Regions from separate parts of the Zea mays genome. Here region 1 is linked to region 2. Evidence: chromatin contacts called from public Hi-C data. All regions are on one chromosome and are shown on one strand. The core of a region is the stretch at or near the end of the contact, and the rest is flanking DNA. Distances in the headings are between cores, read along the strand shown.

Region 1 (2,700 bases), core at 9-2,508, 130 kb after region 2:
GCAACATTTTAACCTATATTTCACGACAAAACAAAGTTACCATATGATAATAAATATTATTATGAGACTAATGCAACTAGAATGGACCAAAACGGAGTTACGGTTATTGAGTTATGAATTTCTAAAGATTTAGTAGTGGTGTACAAAAGAAATTAAGCACATAATTTTATCCTTAAGTTTCATAGCAAAATAAAGTTATCAGGAAATAAACAATATTAATATGAATTTATAGCAACTGGAGTGGATCAAAAAGAAGTTAGAATGAGTTAAATATGGATTAAACAAGTTTATGGAATTGTTTTTGTACTAAGAATCATGTATAAATGTTATTTCTCTATTTCCTAACAGCCCATGTACTACGGACGCAATATCCAGAGAAGTTAGGGTCTAAACTGCGAAATACAGGACCTATATGCAATTACTTTTGAACTAGCGTGGATGGCGGGTTGAATATCTCAAAGGACAGGGGCTTACCTGTGAATTACTCTAGCCGAAGCGGTATGGACATCTTTCAGCCGCCCAATCTAATCCAGACGGTCCAGATCTTATTAATGCGAGATCCAACCTGATCCGTCGATCCAAGGATCAGCCGCCCAGAGCCGCACATCGACTAGAAAGGGCCAACCTAATCCACACCGCAAGATGTATATCTAACAGCCCCCATGCATCTTCTCCCCCACGACAACCAGGACGGCGGCGCACACCCAGCCGTGGCGGCCACGCGTCGGTGAGCAGCGCCCTAGTTCAGACCTCCAACCAGCATCGCGTGGCTTCAAGGTCCATCGGCACGTCCACCCGAAGCTCCCAATCAGCATGCCAAGGCACAATCGACTGGGTCGCATGAACGGCCACATCAGCAGGCGGGGTTACGCTGTCTTCTTGCGGCGGCGTACATCCACTTCTCAATTTCAGCATAGATTCAAGAACTAGCTGCACCATGGCCACCACTGCTTGTTCCAGACGCTTGGGAAAAACTAGCCCCAAGTACAATGTACTCCGATGAACACCCCTGATCCCCCACCTGAATCCGAGCAATCGGCGCTCACTGGTGCTTCTACTCGCCGATGGCTTATGGGAGGGCGCAGGGGCCATCTTATATGTACCTGGGCAGGGCCATGGGAGCGACAGACTCCTAGGATTCTGTCGTGGGTTTGGCCGGTGCACCCCCCGAATATTATGGGATAGCAGCGGCATCGGGTATGTTTTTGTTGCCTGGAATCACGTGGTCTGTTGGAGTCCTACTCGGGGAAGACAACGCTGACAGGTTGTCCCATGGTGTCAGAGACTCGCCAGCAAGCGCGTGGTAGTCTGAGAGGGCACTAGACTGGGCTAAGGGAGGGGAAATTCGGCCCATTTCTCAGGTAAGCAATCTATTTCTTTTTCTTTTTATTATGTTTTTTATTTCAATTCCAAATTCAAATCAGTTCTTAGTTTTAAAATTCAAAATAAATGCACAAACAAACCCAACATGATGCAGGTATAATTTATAATAATTAATTAATTTATTCATTTATTCATGCAAATAAAAAAATGATCCAATTATGCAACCCACACAATATTTTTCCCATAAGTTATTTTTTTAAGGAGTGCATTTGTATGTAGTTCATAAAGAGAATAATAAATTAATAAAATTCTTCCTTGTGTTTATGGTTCCAAGCTTTTAGTTTTTTTAGAATAACATTTAAAAATGAGGATTCTTATATTAAAATACCTTTTAATCCTAAACCTTATAAAAAAATATTTGTAAATCTTAGAATAGGATTTTGGTCGTTACAGTTAGTTCATTAGGAGCATTATGCAATCTCGTCATGTTTTTTCTTCTGAAATTAGTCGCTTAGTTTTAAATGGTTAATTGGTAGGCCGGGTTTTGTCGGTGTTTTGGGTCCGACCGCGCACCCGGGGTTGCCCTCAAGGTGCTTTTTGGAGTATGACGGTGTTACCGACTGTAGCTCGATGGTTCGTGCTAGTTGCATGAGAATCAGTGGACAGTTGTGTACAGGTTCGGGCCGCTTTGAGATGCGTAACACCCTACGTCCTGGCGTGAGTACTTTATGTGGTGGGTTACAAGGAGGTTCTCTAGTATTGGAAACGTAGAGAGCCGGTGTGGATGGCTAAGTAGAATGAGGTCGATCGTCTTGAAGGGTTGCCCCCTAGGCCTTATATACTCGACTGTAGGACATTACATGTGGATATGATAATAACGGGTGCCTAAATAATAGTGAACTGACTGAGTCTATCTTCCTATAATTCAGCCGGCCCATCCTCGCTCAATTCCGATGTACGTGGCCCCTGCGCGGGAAGGTCGGGTCACTGTTGTGATCACCGCTCGAATTCATCGGGCCGTCTGGGCTTGCGTCGACCCGGCCTTGTGTCGATCCGCTTTATCGGACATTCCTCCCCAGGCCCACGAAGGGATGACCTTGCGGATTATTGGGCCCACGGGCCCCTTGCGAGGCATCTTGTCCTTCTGGTGGACTCGGGGGATATCCGTCCCCCACAAGCCCCCGATCTTTGGGTTGATTTTGAAATAACCGGCCCAAAGATCCTAGGTCCAGCTTGCAGTCTTTGATTTTAACAAGAAATGCCTTGGAAATAAGCATGCCGGGTCACTATTTCTGAACTCTGAGTGATCCGGTAAAAACGATCTTTTACTGTCTTCTTCCGCTATTATTCCTCGAAATTTGGTGTTCTGTCTCAGGT
Region 2 (2,700 bases), core at 85-2,584:
TAGTACCTCCATCCCGGATCTGCATCCCAAGTCCTCGATGTGAATCAACTATTGTAATGTTGTCAAAAACCAGTCTTTTGAAGTCGAAGAAGCTTGCACTTCCAAACTTGATAGCACAAGATTTAGTCCGCATCCAACAGTTTGTTGCCGTCAAGTTATAAACTGGTCCAGTTGTCGACTTTGGGCTTATAGCATCGTCTCCGGTGTCTATGTGGCAATCAGTTATGACAGTGTTGTTAGAATCCTCAATGTCAATGCCATCATTGTTGGGAGTTTTAAAATCTCCAAATATCGACACATTGTGGATGACTGTGTTGTCACATCTGACAAGGTGAAGACTGCGAGCAATGCAAGTGTAGAGCCTGTTAATTTTGCCAAAGTACACTGACAAATAAACACTGTCTACTTCTGATCATCATATGTCCTAATAAGTAGGAAAACATATCAGGACAAGTTATTTCACACAACCGCAAGAACAAAAATGGTAGAGAGAAAAGGTTGTTGATTCTAGCATCGTTGGAATGGAATAATCAGGCAGGTTTGTTTGTTCCTGTCTACAACTATGGTTTTAGTAGTGAAAATAGCAGCCATCAATTTTTTTTCCCTGAATCGATCGATGAAGTTGATGAAGCAAGGAATGCTTACCACCAGTAGGCGGGCTGGTTGAGTGTGATGTCGTGGATCCTAACATCCTTAGAGTCAATGAAGCCAACAAGCCGCGGCCGGCACTCATCGCCCAGGCAATCGCCGGTGGCATTCCAGCTCACCATGACGTTCTTCACCTCGCTGGGCCTGACAACAAATGCCCCGCCCTGGCCGTTGATCTCGCCTCCCCCCGTGATGCCGGCGCCCGTGGTGTTCTCGGCCAGAACGACGTACCACCGGCGCGACTCGGGCGGGTAGTCCGCCTGCCTGGTCCCGCCCAGAAGCCGCGCTCCGGGGGGCACCTCCAGCACCACCCGCGAGCGGAGTTGGACGGTCGCTGTCAGGTAGTTGCCCGGCGCCGGGAGAAGAACGCGGCCCCCGCCCGCCGCCGCGCAGGCGTCTACAGCGGCCTGAATCGCCGCCGTGTCGTAGCGGAACCCATCGCCCGCCGCACCATAGTCGGCCACCGAAAAGATGCGGCTCGACCGTGTGCCCGCGACCACTACTACTAGCAGCAGCAAAGGCGCGGCCGCGAGCTGAATCGGCGAAGTCATCGTGGCTGTTCTGTTCTCCTCCAAGGCTAAGTCTCAAACTGACCAACGAGAATCTTTGCGAGACGATTGTGTAGAAAAATCGCACGGACACGGATGACGGGAGACTCTAGACTCTTTTCCTCATTTCTCTTCAATTGTTTCCAACGCTAAACAATTTAGGGTTTTATTATTAGTTGCCTGCATATGACCTTGTAGAATATAGATCTTGTTTGAATATATTATAAGGGGACATATCTGGTGCACATGGAACATTGGTGCACATGGTGTACATATTAAATCATCACCACTCATTTTAGATCTAACGTCTCTAGTTGTTTGGTACATTTTATTATCAACCATTGTCTCTCTTCCTAACGCTGCTAATTAGGAATTCATTATCAACCATTGCCCGTGCAATTGTCAAATGTGAAGAAACCCTTTGCCAGAAGACTACAGAACGGAGCCGCACGTGACCGAAGAAGGACACTGAGATCATGCTCATCACCATCCCCGATCGATTAATCAAAGAAAGGAATAGAATGTGTGGGGGATGCGCCAGTCCCATCCCGTCCGCTCGTCTCATCCGCGGCATGAGCAACTGAGCAAGGTCCGTACAGAGGTGGAGAGTTTTCTTAATCCCGTTGCCTCTGGCGACATCGTGTGCTAACATGCCGCTGCTCGCCCGGGGAGGCGCACGGGCTCTCGATCTGATCTCGCATGTGCCCCCCATGCTGTCCTTCCTTGCCGCTGAGGTACAAATAATTCAGATGTTTCTTTTTTTATCATATCTGAGTCCGAATTTGTTTAGAGGAGTATCTTTGATATCATAGGTGTATCTGTATACTTAAACCGTATTTATAACATCATCATCAATATTATGTCAATAGGGACCCGATACCCGTTAAACCGTGGGGAATTCCCCTATTAGAGTACGAGTATGAGACAAAAATTGTCCCCATACGTATGGATATGGGACAAAATCTCCACTCATTGGGTAAACGGGTATGGGTTTGAGAAGCAATAATCTGAACCCGATTACTCATGGGTATTTCATACGTGTACACCTGTCATGTTTGTATGAATGAGTTGAGGCCGAGCCGGCCACCAAGCCCAGCACGACAGCGCACCAGACCCTAGGTCCTAGCCCAACAAGGCAACTAGCAGACTAGAAAAAACAAAACCCTAAAATAATCAGCCATACACTACGCCGACTGCTAGGAGCCTAGGACGACCGTGACGACCATGGATTCTCAAGCGCCAACGAATTTGGATAGTGACCAAGGAATGTAAGAAGACTCCATTTCTTCATTTCTTCTATTGGTCCTGAAGTACTGATTTCTTTTTTTATGGATGGATGAATGGATCATGGTTCATAGATGACTACTTGCCGATGTGGTGATGTATGAAATCTGGATAGTTTGTACTAGCTGTTAGTACTGTCGGGGACCATAATTAGGGGTACCCTCAAAGCTCCTAATTCTCAGCTGGTAACCCCCATCAGCATAAAGCTGCAAAGGCCTGA

Evidence for each region. Hi-C and Micro-C count contacts between places; a contact is called where the count stands out from the background.
Region 1: a contact with region 2 is called in a Hi-C map of ear, with 2.3 times the contacts expected there. The contact joins the enhancer-like site here to the promoter of LOC100282589 in region 2. A contact is called at or near these places in 2 of 25 Hi-C or Micro-C datasets (ear and leaf).

The regions. Positions count from the first base shown.
Region 1 is chr7:138,314,278-138,316,977 of Zm-B73-REFERENCE-NAM-5.0, forward strand. No RefSeq gene overlaps it. Among protein-coding and RNA genes, the nearest start is that of LOC100284866, 62 kb to the left of the region's middle. Within about 2 kb of position 1,259, at least 19 of the 20 cell types and tissues checked have an H3K27ac peak or open chromatin away from gene starts, as enhancers often do. A contact at or near this core is called in ear and leaf, where this site is marked.
Region 2 is chr7:138,181,334-138,184,033 of Zm-B73-REFERENCE-NAM-5.0, forward strand. It overlaps LOC100282589 (polygalacturonase), which reads right to left and starts at 1,335. Exons shown (of 3, transcript NM_001155497.2): 1 at 646-1,335; 2 at 7-338. The coding sequence starts at 1,199.